Regions from separate parts of the Mus musculus genome. Here regions 2 and 3 are each linked to region 1. A link is a contact called in public Micro-C and promoter capture Hi-C data. All regions are on one chromosome and are shown on one strand. Each heading gives the region's core, a stretch centred on a gene start, on an enhancer-like site or on the middle of the called end of the contact. The rest is flanking DNA. Distances are from core to core; before and after follow the strand shown.

Region 1 (5,059 bases), core at 1,743-4,242:
AGAGGGGAGGGGAGGGAGAGAAGGGGAGGGGAGAGGAGAAGAGGGGAGGGAGAGAAGAGGGGAGGGGAGAAGAGAGGAAGGGAGAGGAGGGGAAGGGAGGGGAGGGGAAGAAGGGGAGGGGAGAAGAGAGGAGGGGAGAGGAGGGGGAGAAAGGGAGGGGAGAGGAAGAGAGGAAGGGAGGGAAGAGAAGGAGAGAGGAGGGAAGGGGAGAGGAGAAGAGAAGACAGGAGGGGAGAGGGAGAAAAGGAGGGGGAGGGGGAGAAGGGGAAGGGAGAAGATAGGAGGGGAGGAGAGGAAGAGAGGAGGGGGGATCTCCTTCTCAGTGGTGTTCCCTCTAGTCTGTACTCTAAGGAGCTGTGCAGGGCTCCTCTGAAGTGGGGACACTTGTCCGTATCACAGGCAAGTGAGCAGAGACTCAGAGTCTCTCGATCCGTACGTGGCACCCTTGAGGTCTGGACCCAATGTCCCGCTTGTCCCTCTCACTGTGACCTCTGACAAAGTGGTGGGGTCTCTAGGGTTCCACTTTTTTTTTTTTTTTTGGCCTCCAGAGTCTCAGAGACCCCACCTTGGTGACAGAATCATCGAGAGATGGATTGTTCAGTTTGCTGTGGAATGCAGCTCTGGGTGTGTGTCTTGGGTGTAGGCTCCCCAGAAAATCAGGAAAGCTTACCATGTGACCCCTTTCTCAGAGGGCAGGTGAAGGGCCGAGGACATTCCGGCCAAGGAGAGCTGACTCATACAGCTCATAACAACAGTACATATGCTGTGGCTCTGGGGAAGCTGGTTACCACCACATGAGGAGAGGATCGCTGGCTTAGAGCCCTCCTGTGATGGACCAGACCATGGGCAACAACCATCTTCCTGATCCTGAGATGCACACTGGCCCCAGCATGCACACCAAGGCAATTGTTTATGGTTGGGGATTCCTGGGCCAAGGACCACGTGCTGCAAGTGATCACTAGAGTCTCTGGTGTCAGTGGGTTCTTATGCCTTGACCCACGGCCTTTGACTTCTTAAAGCAAAACACAGACCCACCTGATCCACGAGCTTTCCCTGAGAACAGCTCTAGGTTCACAGAAAACGAAAGGGGAAAGTTCAAAGGGTTCTCATCTAACCCACCCCATCCCTCCTGACCCTATGTGTATCATCATAGACTTTATGCGCTTTCTCCAGCATGTCACGGGGTGCTCACAATGTCAGCTTCCCAAACCAGCTGCTTTAACTTGACATCAGGCCGTGTGTTCTCAGTGCTCTCAGTGTGAGCACTGCAGCTGTCCATTCAGCAAACCTTTATTCATGTATTCAGCAAATAGCGGCTATGGGGCCCAGTTCTAAAGCAGTCAACTGTCCATCCCATGATTGAGATATAGAGGTGCGGGTCCCACCTTCATTCTGGAAGCCGAGCCCCCTTGGCAATCTATATGACTCTCCCTCGACCCATGTGGTCCCTTACAGGCCACACCTGAGCAGCAGAGAAGGGTAGCCCTAATGTCACTCTAAGACACCCTGAAATTCTTGTCCAGCCAGTCACTGTGTTAGCAGAAGTCAGACGGTCCAGTTATTCTGGGTTTGATCCCGTTTGCTTGGAGCAGCATCCTTACACAGGCTCAGTCAATCCATCTTTTCATTTTTTTAAAGGTGACACAGCCCGCCTCCCATGAAGTTATGGGAGTCCCTTGGCAATGTAAGAAGGACTTGGTGAAGTTGTGACCTTCTCCAGACTCAGTTTCCCCATCTGTGCTGGGGGCCTTGCAGGGTGTGATTACAGGGGATTTTTCTTTCCCCCCTAACACATCAAGCGGCAGTGCGCAAGTTCAGGATAGAGCTGTCATGGACTCCTAGGGTCCACTGCCAGGCAAGCACAGGAGTTTTTCCACTTTTAATATTTTCTCCAGCCCCCCTTTCCTGCCTGCCCCTGCCCCGATCCAAGCGGAGGAAAACAGCAAACTCCGCTCCCGAGTCTCACAACTGTGGGGGTGTTCCCAACACCCACACTGCTGTTAGGGCACAGCGGGGGACCAGATTCTCTACAAGCCCTTCTCTGACACAGAAGGGCCAGGAGTTGTGTCTGGCATGGCACCACACCCACACTCGGCAGAGCTCCTGCTTCCTGTGGAGGGCTGGAGAGAGCCACAGGCAGCCTGTGACTCAGGAAGGCGCATTCTAACCTGCCTAACCCGCGAGCATCACTGCTGCACCCAACACAGAGGCCACGGAGCTACCAACCAGCAACCTGGGTAACGCAAATTGCACACGTGGCGCGCCGCGCCGCCGTGGGGAGATCGCATTTCTGTCTGCATTAAAAGGAGCCGCCGAGTCTTCTTTGTGGCCCTGGTCCCGAGATATAAAATCTTCGCCAACTATGTTACCCATGGGGTAAAAGCGGAGCTGCGATTTGAACCCAAGACAACACACCAAGCTCACCCATAAGCACTACCTTGATGGAAGAACAGGGCAGGGGACACTAAGTATTTGTGGATTAAAGCTGCCACCACTGGCCCAGATGAGGCGCAACAGACAAAGTCTCCTTTCTGTATTAATCTCCGCCAAACACTTTGCAGACAGAGAAAACAAGGCCTAGAGACGTGACAGCGACTCTCCGGGGGTCACAAAATACCATCAGTGGCTCAGTGAATAAAAAGCCGGACTCTGGACACCTGTCCTGCTGCCTGGCGCTCACTCCTTTAGCCCATGGTGTCTACATGAAACCTATAAAACTCAAACCACTGGTCGCTCACAGGGAAAAGATGAGCTGGAACAGGCAAGGCAAACCCCCTGCCTGTAAGCATCTGTAATCCTTCCTCGCTTCATTTCTCAGACCTAGGGGAGGAAGGAATCTTCCTCCAGTTCCCCGAGACTCAATTTCAGCTGGGATAGTTGCGCTCTCCATTAACGAGCCCATGCCGGAAACTCACCTTTTCTCAAGCGAGCCGGTTCTGTGTTGTAGGGAGTCCCTCGGTCCAGGTTCAGCGGCTGCCTGACACGCCTTCCCAACAGCCCTACTATCCACTCCCCTGAGGAGCGAAGCTGGAGTGGCACGGGGAACAGCTCATCTTTCAAGGGCTGGCCGGTGATGTCATCACTCTCCTGGGCACCTCCCCCCTCCACCTCTAGTCCAGATCAGCTCCAGGCTCCCTCCGGGATCAGCAGCAGTTCTTAGCGGTGGTGCTTTTGGACCTCCTAGCTGCGGAGGCCAAATCAGGATGGCCACAGGTTGTCCCCCGTGGGTGCAGACCATGGTCGGGTCCCGGAGCCTAGGCTGGTAAATGTTTCCCCTGCAGCTCGAACAGCCACGGAGACCACGTGAATGCCTGTGTTTAACACAACACTGTTTACCGTGACAGGGTCTCCTGAAGTGATTGTTTTGCTCCTGAGTTTTAGGTGCAAACAGTGGGCATTTACAGAGGATGTAAATAGAAGGCAGCCAGTTGGGATGGAGGGTTTCTGAACGTGTTTTTTATTTTGCTTTGGCCGTGCACAACTCCCAGGGGTGCTGAGGCAGAAACTAGGATACAACTCAGACAAGGGACACACTGCTGGCCAAGTCCTTGAGTGAGCTGTGTGCTGGCCCCTGCCAGATACGGGACTTCCTCTGGGGAATTTAGAAGCAGTTTCTTCCTCTCCTTCTAAGCTCTGTCTTTTTTCATTTTCTTTGAAGATCTGCTAAAGACCCATTGCGCTTTCCTCTCCAGATGAGAGGAGGATGCAGGGAAGATCAGAGACCAGTCCAGAGAGAGCCTAGGGTTCCAGGAATGCACACAGACAGAGCTCCAGCAGCTGTCCCCCTGTCCCTGACCAAATAGGGATGGGGCAGCGGCAGAGGTCGTGAATCCAACCCTGTCTTGGCTTCAGACTGACTGAAATGAGTCAAAGCTCTTGTGACCTGAGTGTCCCATTGCCCCATCTGCACCTCTGGCCTGTCTGACCACAGGGAGCTTCCGAGGCATGGGACCTCTGGTCCACTTGGGTGAGTGAGCCTGTGATCTGGCTAAGATGATGCTGTGTGCCTACCCACTCGTGCAGGGGAAACCACCACAGCCCTGAAGGGTCACAAGGGAAGGGTCCTTCATGAGCTTTGCAGAGCAGACAGAAGCTGAGTGGTGATTCACAGAAACCAAGGCTGCAGGGTCTAGAGTCAGAGGTCTGCTTAGCTCTCCATATTGGGAAGCAGACTCAAAACCAAGAACAATGCCCCCCCTCCCCCAAAGCCCCACTATCTTGCCCTCATTCTGTAGAGTGCTGGTTGGTCTGGAGTGACAGACTCCGTTCACGTTCCAAACTCTTTTCTTGCTGGGTTTTCTGATGGGAAGCACTTGACCTTTTCACCTCGAAGCCAGATCCTCAGCAGCTCGGAAGAGTCCTATACCACGAGAACATCAGAGTTGATAATTCCCAGGTTAGCTAGCCCCATCTGTCACCCCGACAGAAGCTGCCCCTACTGGTCTGACTTGCTGTCGTGAACGCTAGTGTGGCACTGGAAGAAGTCTTCTCTTGTAAGTCACCTGGAGTTATGTTGTTGTGTCCAGCTGTCAGACGAATCTAGAAAACTTATAGACACCCACACCCCTGTTTATTGACACTAATAATGAACTGTTCCTCCAGCTAGCCACCTATGTCTTTATGCCACTCCCTGCCTCCTTCCTCTCTTCCTCCTCCTCTCCCTCCTTCCTCCCCACTTCTCTCTCCTCTCTCCTTTCTCCACTGTCACCCTCTCCTTTCTCTCTTACACCCACTGGTTCATCTAGCCACCTGTTCATCTCAGGCATTCATAGGCAGCAGAAAAGGAGGGATGGGCGTACGTCCGGCCAGTCCCTGAGGGCAGAGCAGGCTGTGCAGTCATTTCAAAGCGCTCCTCCTTACGAGCTGGTAACTGGTCCTCTCTGGCTTTGTCTGCTTTTCTCGCCTTGCTTTTGCTCTGAGCAAATCTGGCTCAGCTCTTTCTGAAAGCTCTCTGAGGTGGCTGCCTCTGACGTCCTCTGCACTGTGTGTGCTTGTGCGGGGGCTGCAGAGGGAAGCTCAGTCTGGGCAGGGCTCCAGCCTTCAGCCCTCCACTATATTC
Region 2 (5,059 bases), core at 922-3,421, 110 kb after region 1:
CAGAGATTCTCTTCTGATGGGAATAGTGAGACAGGTCTACAGCAAGAAGCAATGCTGAGCACAACTGGGCCTGTTTTGTACAGGAGGCACCAAGATGCCAGCTCCTCCAGAAGAAGGGAGATGATGAGCCATCTTGGAATGTGTCCCTAGGGTGAAGCCAGAAGGGGGAAATGCCCAATCTATGCAGATCCTAGGGTCTAGACTCACAGCCGGCTTCCTTCCTTACCAACTGTTCTCCCTAACACCGGGCACCCAATCTGTACAACTCCAGGCTAATAGAACTTGCAAGAGCTCACACACAGTAGGTCCTCAACAAACCTTAGTGTGTCTTCTGCTGGTGCACCCATTCACATGTTCCTTCTTTTCAGCTAGCATGGTGCTGAGTGCGTAATCAATGCCATCTGTTGGCAGGAACAAACTGACCAATTGAAATGTGAATTATAAAAAACAAAAACAAAAACAAACACAGCCACCACCACACAATCCAGACTCCAGCAAGCTCTGCCCACAGGTGCTGAAAAGCCCTGTTTATTTTGTCAGGTTGCCATAGCAACTGTGGATGCTCTAGCCAGCCCCAAGGTTAGTTAGTAATGATCAATTTATCCTGTAACCATGGGAACAGCAGCTTCTGTGGGATGCAGAGAGGGAGGCAGCCTCAGACATCCTGTGAGCTTTCTCTTTCTTCAGTTAGCACTCAGCTAAGCCCACCTACATCGAGAGTGGTAGTGACTGTTTTGCACATGATGGTATTTACACACGGGTTGAATATGATTAGCTGGGTCATGTTACAGGAGCTGTTAGAGCTCACAGCTTGCTTGCTTCAGAGCTAGCCCAAAGCCTGGGGTCCTGACTCCCCAGAGCCAACTTGGGGACTTTGGCTCCTTTGATGTTCCCGTTTGGGAACAACCCTCCATATCCAGTCTGGCTTTTGAAGTTACATCTTAAACAGACTTCCAACACACCGGCAAAAGTCTGGCGAAAGTGTGCCTTCGAACATCACTCCGGAAAACAAGCAGCAGTGTTGGGGGGGGGGGGGCAGGTCCTTGACAAGCACCCAGGAGACAGGATGTCGCCCCTATCACTCTGCTCCCAGCACAACCTCAGAAGGTGAAATATCATGGTTTGGGACTTGTGTCCGGCCAAATGTAGCCTTTACCCATGGTCGACTCTGGGTCTTCCCAGGGGCCACACACAATCCCAGAAAAGGGTGTGTGTCTTTGTTCTGGCTCAAGAGAACACCAAGGATCACAACTCAGGGGATTCTCCTGCAGCGGAGACCAGGCAGAGCGCCAAGAGGTCATTTGTCCGCCTGCCACGAGGAACCTGTTTTGTGTGGGGACGGATGGTGGTTCCCTGCTCAAACCCAGCACAAAGCAAAAATGCTTTTAAACCATGCATCTCTATCACAAAGCCCTGTCACACTGCCTTCCTGAGCGCTAGAGACTAAAGTCCCACCCACAGTGGAGAAGAAAGGGGGTGGGGGGTTCCCAGAGGACACCAACAAGTACCAGCGCCGAGCAAAACCAGAATGGGGAGAGCAGCTTCCCCTCTGCCAGTCCAGGGGCTCCAGAGCAAACAGCGGGTGGGGGTTGGGCAGGGAGGGGCCACTTCAACTGCCCAGGCTCCTCGGAACTGTCTTTCTCAGAAGTAGGGGTGCTCAGTGGAGACAGCCCTACTGCACCCCTCGATGTGCAAGGGGTATGGGCCACTCCATCCAGGACAGTCAAGCTCCCGAGTACGTACACCAGGTGGGGCTCCCCGGCTCGGGACAAAGGACCTGGCCACGGATGCAAGAGATGCACCCGGGAGGACAGCGAGGCTGGGGTCCTGCAAACTTGGAGACCCTAGGACGCGTGGGGGGAAGATTCCAGGTTACCTGAGCGGCCATAAAAGACAGATCCATGGTGTCACGGCTGGTGTGGCTGCTGCTGCTGCTGCTGCTGCTGCTGCTGCTGCCCCTGCTCCAGTCCTCGCTGTTGCTGCTGCTGTCGTCGCCGTCGCCGCTGCGAGTCCAGCCTCCCGCACAATTATCAGAGAGCGGGCGGAACCGCGAGCAGGTGCCCTCGGGCCCCGGCGACCGTGACCTCAGCAGCCCTGGCGTGGTGGCGAGTCTCCAGCCCTCTCAGCGCCCTGGCTGGCTCCAGGCTTCGGCTCCAGACGCCTCCAAGTGGGCGGGAGACCCCGGGCGCGGCGCCCCTCCACGTGACCACTCCCAACCACACCCCCGAGGGCGGGCCAAGCCAGACCCTTGATTTCTAGCAGTCCTCTCTCTACCCTGGCCAAATGGGGAAAGTGAGGTCTGAGGCGAGCCAGCTGGGGCGATGGGTGCCCTTCCCAGGGCACTTGACTCCAGCCCCAAAAGTGCTTTCCGGGAGTTGTTTGAGTAGATGTGTCTGGCTTTCGGTGGCAACCCTGCTCCTACACTTCTGAAGGCTTGGCTCTTGAACTGAGCAGAACAAAGCGGAAAGTCTAGCATTTTTGTATTGTGCGGTTTGGGTGAATTAGTGCTCGTTTGAATCTGAGTATCCTCGTTTGTAGAATGGGAGTAACGGAACCTAGGGATTATGTCTCCACAGGATGAGCTGTAGGAAGGCCCTTAGTGGAGACCATGGAGTGAATCGCATACATAACCTGCAAACAGTGCCTGTGGTTCAGTTACCAGAAAAGTAGCCCAAGTCACGGTTATCGATGCAGTGAAGGGAGCCACAGAGGTACCCAGAGGGGCCTGTTGCTCTCTGGGAGTGTGTGTGTCCATCCCTCCAGTCTCTTTCCCCCCTCCCCCTTCCTTTTCTCCTTCCCACCTCCTGCCCCGTGCTTCCGGTTTGTTTCCTTTCTTGCTTCCTGGGTCTCTAACTCTTCCAGGCTCAACTCTTCCTCGCTCCCTCACTCTGGCATCTATCACTTCTGCACCCTTCCAGGCCAAGCACTGGCCTTCAGTCTCAGTGCCCCCCGGAACCCCACTGGTTCCCACCGGGCTACAGCAGCGGGTCTTAACCGACATAATGTTGCAACCCTTCAATACAGTTCCTCATGCTGTGGTGATCCCTGAACATAAAATTATTTTCGTTGCTACTTCACGACTGTAATTTTGCTATTGTTATGGTTCGTAATGTAAATATCTGATATGCAGGATATCTGATATGCGATTCTTGTGAAAGGGTCATTTGACCCCAAAGGGGTCGTGATGCCAAGGTTGAGAACGACTGCTCTATGGCCTGGCAGTTCCTCAGCCCACCCAGAACCTTCACATCCACTGCACTTTCACCATGAAGCCATTCTTGCAGAGGTTTGTAGGTGTGTGTGTGTTTGTCTATGTGTTTATGTGTGCATATGTGTGAGTGCATATGTATGTATGTGTGCATTGTGTGTATGTGTGTGTGCATGTGTGGTGTACAACTTAAACAACAATGCCTCCTCCATGCAGTCACACAGAAAGAATAAATGGAGCTGGAGAAATGGCCCAGCCATGAAAGGCTCAGGCTCACAATTACACAGACTAAGCAATGGTCTTTAAGCCCTGAGGGCCATCTCTTCAAAGCTTTATTGCTTGCCCCGCTGCCCCAGCCGCCTGGAATCTAAGTGTTCATGGTCCCCGACTGGTCTGTTCCCATCTCTGTACTTCTGTCACTTCAAGAAAACTCTATAAATGGAACCATGACTAATAACCCTCTAGTTAGTGTCAATCAACCCAGCTACCTGGAGGTTCATCCAGGTTGTTATAGAGAACAATTTGCTCCTTTTTTATTGCTGAGTAGTATTTTATATTATTGACGTACCACGGTTAGCTTAACTACATATCTGTCAAAGGATGTCTGTGATGTTTCTGTTCTTTGGTGTTTATGAAAACATCTGCTATATACATTTATGTCTGAGTTATTTTCATGAACACGTCTGTCACCCATTCCTAAGGCTGTGGTCCTGGAGCAATGTCACTTCTACAGTATGTCCAGTAGATTAGGGCCTTGCCTAGTGTGATGGTTTGTATATCCTTGGACCAGGGAGTGGCACCATCTGAAGGTGTGGCCTTGTTGGAATAGGTGTGACCTGGTTGGAATGGGTGTGTCACTGTGGGTGTGGGTATAAGATCCTCACTCTAGTTGCCTGTCAGTCAGTCTTCCACTAGCAGCCTTTGGATGAAGACGTAGAACTCTCAGCTCCTCCTGTGCCATGCCTGCCTGGATACTGCCATGCTCCCACCTTGATGATAATGGACTGAACCTCTGAACCTGTAAGCCAGCCCCAATTAAATGTTGTTTTTTATAAGACTTGCCTTGGTCATGGTGTCTGTTCACAGCAGTAAAACCCTAACTAATACACATAGCTTCTCACCCTTCAGACCTGGCCTTGCCCACTGGAAACCCAGACAGTTCTCCCAACTGTGCTCTGGAGGAAGAGAGGGACCCGGTGGAGGCAACCCAGTTGTTTTAGTTCTGTTTTGCAAGCCCCCTGAGCACCCTGTGGCCTGTACCTCACCCTAGTCCTGTGTCCTTGGACAAGGCTCATCTGCCCTCCCTGTCCCTGGGCTGTGGCTTTTCACCTTTGAAAGAAGATGAGGGGAGCCAGTCAGCATGGAGTTCACTTCCTGTGCTTTGTCACCTGTCAGTGGTAAGCATTGGCTCATCATACGGAAAAGAAGAAAAAGGTGATTTCCCATGATGCCTTAGAGCGCCACGGTTGTCCCCAGAAACTAAATCTTTGGTGTATTTCTGGTCACTCGAATGGACTTACTTTTACACATTCAAGTTATTAAGTCTTGACACACCAATGTGATTTTTTCTGTTTCTCGTGCTGGGTGTATCAATAGACCCATTTTACTGCAGAACGGCGTTCCGATGAACGGGTAACCGAAGCCTACCCAGCCGACAGGCACTGGGGTTATGCCAAGCCGTTGGCTGTTGTGAATACGTTTCTCACGTACGCTGGTGTCGAGACCTCTTTGGAGACATTCTGTTTGTTCTGTGTGTTCCACATCTGCAGCAGAACACAAAAATCTTAGTTGACTTACTTTCTTGCCAACACTTAATCCTCTCAGTGCTCTTTATTTAGCGACCCTCGTGGG
Region 3 (5,059 bases), core at 1,795-4,294, 65 kb after region 1:
AGCTTTGCCTCTTCTTTACAAGTGTCACGGACACTCAGTAAAGGACCAAGGAGGAAGTGAAGCAGATTTCCAAAACCTCTTCCTGGAAATGTGCTCGTTCGGCCTGAGGAAGAAAGGCGGCATTTACCCTTGATGCCTCCCACAGACTGGCCAAGACCAGGCAGGTTGCACGTGCCAGCCAGTGCACTCAACCCATCCCACAGCTGAGAAGGGAGGCTCAGAAAGACACAGGGACTCCTAATGACTGTTGGAATGACCCAAAGCCAAGGCTCCTAGAGGAAAAATGAGCTGCAGAGGGTCTCAGAGAATGGGGCAGGGGAGCCGGGGCTGGGCCAAACAAGGGTAGTGTGTGGAGGGTGGCTGGCTGCCCCTGTGTGCCTCCATGCTCTAGGGTTGAGCCTGGTTTGTGGGCTGCTGACAGGTTGTCTGAGATTAACTTGTGCTTCCACCAGCTCCTGCTCTGGAGTGAGGGCTGGGATCCAGAACTGTAGTTAATACATTCACCGCTTCGCTGGCTCCTCCAAGGTGGGGCAAGTCCGGAAAGGGGCCAGGATGTAATTACTCTGATCTCCACCGCATGGCTTCTACTGGCCTCTGTCCCTTGTGAACAGTCATAGGTCAGCCTTACTCTCCCCCCAGCCTTCCTGTACTGCAGTCACCCTGGGGCTAGAGGGAGAGGAAGGGAGGAGCTGTAGGTGGGGGAATCCTCTTTAGGGACTTTGTGGAAAGTGTCTGAACTCTGCCTGGCACTAGCAGTCAGGGACCCCTCACAGCCAGTGTGGGTCCACACTGATGCTGTAACCGGTCAGCACCGGCTGAGCATCTTAGATCAACATCTATTATCTTGCAGTTCTGGGAGCAGGAGCCAAGAAAGTCCCAGGCTCAAGGCAAGGCCAGCCTGGGTTTTTTTTTTTTTTTTTTTTTCATCACTGGGGGAGACTCTGTAGCCCCTAGCAACTCCTCCCTCCTCTGCCTCCCCCCTCCTGCCTCTGCTTTGGAGCATGTCTCTTGTCATTTATATGACTTCATGAGGTCACTGTTAACCTGGAAAGTCCAGGGTCACCTCCCATCCCTAGGTCCTTAACTGAATCAATCTATACATCGCTTTGAATGGATGGTGATGCAGTGCCAGGTTTTTCACATTCTGTCACCAAGCCGTTCCTGTCTTCATATGGTAGGTAAAGAACAAGGCTGGGAGGTTATAGGTCTGCTACCCAAGGTCAGGGCTAGGATGGACAAAGCTAAGGCTCTGGAGAACAAGAATAGGGAGATGCCCCTACCTCCCCACAGAGTAGGTATGGCAGGCATATGATTGGAAACAGGCACAGCTGGATGTTAGCCCTGGCTGACCGTGGGCTGGGTGTCTCCACACAGTGAATCCTCTATAACCTAAGTGGCCACAGAGGCCTCTTATAATCTGTGGCCCCTCCAATCTCAGGATGGCAGTGGGATGTTTGGAGGAAAGGGTGGGACAATGCGCAGATGAATGGAGCTACCTCCTCATGCCTTCCCCTAAGTCCCCCAGGACAGCCACTCACAATGTACCTCTGAGCTTCACCAAGTATCTCCTTTTTCTTGTGACAGTTAGCTGTCCATTGGTACTGCTCTGAGGCCTAAGGGTGTAGACCCTTGTGGCAGCACCTGATTAAATGCACAGAGGGGACTCACAGAAGTTTGGGGTCCCAAATACCACAGGGTGGTCCAGACAGGTGATGGTAGAGCAAGCAAAGATTTTGAGTTTGGGGATGAAGGGAGACCCTGAGATCATCCTTGGGTAAGGGATTCATTAATGTGGGGGTAACAGTTATGGCAGGAACTGTGAGGAGGGTTCACACCCATGTGAGATGGGTTTATATCCATGTGAGGAGGGTTCACACCCATGTGAGGACAGTTCACACCCATGTGAGATGGGTTCACACTCATGTGATATGTGTTCACACCCATGTGAGGACAGTTCACACCCATGTGAGATGGGTTCACACTCATGTGAGATGTGTTCACATCCATTTGAGGAGGGTTCACACCCATGTGAGGACAGTTCACACCCATGTGAGATGGGTTCACACTCATATGATATGTGTTCACATCCATTTGAGGAGGGTTCACACCCATGTGAGGAGGGTTCACACCCACATAGGAGAGTGTGTAGGGAGTTGCCTTCTCACAGGTTTCAGAGGAAAGGGGAGGTTTCATACCATGTAACTGACACACAGCTCACCTTGCAGGCCTGCAGACATGCTTTTCTGGGTTCCCAGGGATCAGGGGGAGGAGAGGCAATCCTGCATTGAGTGGAGGTGGGGGTGGACTAGGTGTCATGGAGGAAGAGCACTCCTAGCTAAGGCATACCTTTATACAGGTAGGCAATATGTTGCTATAGCCGCCTAATGACTTCTGGTGCCTGGTAGCCTGGGCCTACCTATAGACTTTCCTGGAGGAATGAGGACTGTGGCACCTGCTGTCTAATCCCACCACCTGGGAGCAGGGTTTGCAGTGTATAGACAGGCTTCTGGGAGGGACTTGCTGGTCCCTTTACAGCAACAGTTCTTAGCCTGTGGGTCACGACCCCTGGGGGGCGTCAAAGGATCCTTTCACAGCTGTCACATATCAGATATCCTGCATATCAGATGTTTACAGTATGATTCATAGCACTGGTAAAATTACAGTTGTGAAATAGCAATGAGGGTAATTTTGTGGCTGGGGGTCACCACAGCACGAGGAACTGTACTGAAGGGTCACACGCAGCATAAAGAAGGCTGAGAGCTCTGTGCTCCAGCAGCTGAGAGAAAGAGGCTGTTGCAGATGGGCATAGCCAGGTTTAGCCCCTACCCTAAACGTAAACGGAGGGTGGTCATATTGTCTTGGCCCGGAGAGGCCCTTGCCTTATAGGGGAAAAAAAATCACACAAGGTAGGCAAGAGGACAGGGAAGGGGGTCTTGGCAGAGCCCTTTGACTGGGCCAGGGGTCGGGTGTGATCTGCTGAGTGTGGGTGCCCTTCAGAGCAGACTAACAGCTGTGTCTGACACAGACTCCTTTCCTCCCACCCCTGTGGTCAGCAGCCTCTGAGCAGACTGTTCCATTCAGTCAAAGCCAAGACAGAACCAGAATTGCCCATCACCCTCCTTGTGAGCAGCTGGGCAGAATGGATTTCGAGACAGTGGAAGCTGAGGGGCTCTGGGGTATCCTGAGAGAATTTGGCTTCTCGTCCCGTAACAACTTTACGGAATCATTGAACTGCACAGGGACTTGGGCCTTCTTCTCTGGTCATATTGGGAAAGTGCCTCGGGACTGGGTTCACTCCCTGATCTGCAGTTAGGACTCCAGCTCTGTCTGGATGGTCTTCTCATGAGCCATCCATTCGATTGCTCTGTGGGGACCCACTGTAAAGTTTAGCAACTTCTCCTTGTGAGGCCATGCGAACCACAGTAAGGTATAAAAGTCACCCCATGGCTTCTGCTGTCTGCATTGAAACAGGCTGGGTGAGGGCCCTGGCCTCACAAAGACCCTGTGCTGAGATCGCATGGTGTGGTGGTGTCGGTGGGGTGAGGTTTCCAGCTCTTTCCACTGTTTCTAGCACCACACTGCCCCCTGCAGGGATGGCTTGCACTCTGACTTTCCACAGAGCGCGTTCTCTCACTGCGGAAGTAAGGGGTGTTCTCCTTAACCTTGTTGGGGGGGGGGCACACAGGGGGAATTAATTAGCTTTCTGGATTTTCCTGCCCTGCCAAGGTCTCTAAAGGACTCCCTAAGAGGGGAAGGTAGATCAGGAACATAAGTTTAACACATACACTCCCTCCTAGTGGCAGGAATAAGAGATGGAAGGGGAGGCATCACACATGGCCCCTGACAGCTGCCCACCTCCACAGCACACTTGGGTCCTCCGGGCATGGATACAGGTGGTAGGGGACAGGATTTCATGGCTCCAGGCAACCCCTCCGAGTTCCCTTCTCCAGCGTGGCTCCCAGAAGCACCTGATATCCACCAGTGGGATGGATCATGACAGATCTGTCATCAGTCATATTGTATTGACATTGTCCTGGTCATCTGCTGATGTGCTGACCCGCCTTGTCAAACTGTAGCTCACTCTAAGCACATGGGATGTGGGGAGGAGCAGATGTGTGGGGACCTTGTTGAGGGGCTTTGTAAAGAGCGGTTTTGCTGGAAGCAGTTCCTACCGTGCCAGAACCCAAGCACCTGGGGCTAGCATTGCCTGATTCTTCCGCTTTTCTGGATAGGGAGGGCCACCTCCATTCCAAGCTCCACACAGTTGGTTTGCAAAGCAAGAAACAGGATTAGCAAGATCCAGGTGAAACAGATGAGAAGCAGGCCGAGACTGCTGTCGGATGCATTTTGCCTACTTGCTTCCACTCTCCCTGGCATGTTCCTCTACTCTGCAGCTGGGGCATTCCTTTGCCCATATCAGAACCAGCTTCTTCAGGATTCCAGTTTACACTGAAGACCAGTAGCTCTCTAGGAGTCCTCTAAATCAGTGTCTCTCAACCTTCCTAACACTGTGTCCCTTTCATACCGTTCCTCGTGTTGTGGTGGCCCCCAACCATAAAATGATTTCCGCTGCTACTTCGTAACTGTAACTTTGCTGCTGCTATGATTTGCAATGTAAGTATCTGTATTCTGTATTTTGTGTCCTTTGGAGGATTGAGACCTACAAGTTGAGACTGTTGCTCTGTGCCTTTGGCACCAGTTGGGACCAGCTGGGACATCCAGCCTCACAGACTGGATAACTACTGGCTTCTTTGTCTCTCTAACAGGAGACACAGCCACTGTTGGATGACAGGGACCACAGCCTGTGTGCCAATCTACTAATCCGTTCCGTTTGCTCCGTTAGAGAAGCTGGTTAGTCCAGCCACAGACTGCTCCCCCAGGGGCTGATCACAAGCTAAGGGGGTCGACTGCTCAAGCCTCTGCCTTCTAAGCATGTGTTCCTGCCTTGAGGTGTCACGTCTCCCAAAAACTAAAGCAAGAGTGACCGGGGACCTCCAGAGCCATAAGGAGGCGACCTTGTCCTCTATGTTTATTTTACATAAACGCATAATATATGCGT

The links. Hi-C and Micro-C count contacts between places; a contact is called where the count stands out from the background. Capture Hi-C pulls out chosen DNA fragments and counts their contacts.
Region 2: a promoter capture Hi-C map of adipose tissue shows a contact between it and region 1. The contact joins the promoter of D430019H16Rik here to the promoter of Bdkrb2 in region 1. A contact is called at or near these places in 12 of 39 promoter capture datasets (the 3T3-L1 cell line, 3T3-L1-derived adipocytes, the HPC-7 cell line and 8 more), 1 of 484 Hi-C or Micro-C datasets (embryonic stem cells), 3 of 115 datasets of contacts at active chromatin or transcription factors (embryonic forebrain and embryonic stem cells) and 2 of 9 other capture datasets (adipose tissue and pancreatic islet).
Region 3: a contact with region 1 is called in a Micro-C map of muscle stem cells, with 4 times the contacts expected there. The contact joins the enhancer-like site here to the promoter of Bdkrb2 in region 1. A contact is called at or near these places in 1 of 39 promoter capture datasets (the C10 cell line), 16 of 484 Hi-C or Micro-C datasets (the Ba/F3 cell line, the C2C12 cell line, the N1E-115 cell line and 11 more), 7 of 115 datasets of contacts at active chromatin or transcription factors (acute myeloid leukemia, bone marrow-derived dendritic cells, embryonic limb bud and 3 more) and 3 of 9 other capture datasets (adipose tissue, liver and pancreatic islet).

Annotation. Positions count from the first base shown.
Region 1 is chr12:105,561,105-105,566,163 of GRCm38.p6, reverse strand. Bdkrb2 (bradykinin receptor, beta 2) reads right to left here and starts at 2,992. Exons shown (of 3, transcript NM_009747.2): 1 at 2,916-2,992.
Region 2 is chr12:105,450,968-105,456,026 of GRCm38.p6, reverse strand. It overlaps D430019H16Rik (RIKEN cDNA D430019H16 gene), which reads right to left and starts at 2,171. Exons shown (of 2, transcript NM_001252508.1): 1 at 1,877-2,171. The coding sequence starts at 1,903.
Region 3 is chr12:105,496,601-105,501,659 of GRCm38.p6, reverse strand. No RefSeq gene overlaps it. Among named protein-coding and RNA genes, the nearest start is that of AU015791, 14 kb to the left of the region's middle. Within about 2 kb of position 3,044, at least 29 of the 459 cell types and tissues checked have an H3K27ac peak or open chromatin away from gene starts, as enhancers often do. A contact at or near this core is called in the Ba/F3 cell line, the C2C12 cell line, the N1E-115 cell line and 3 more, where this site is marked.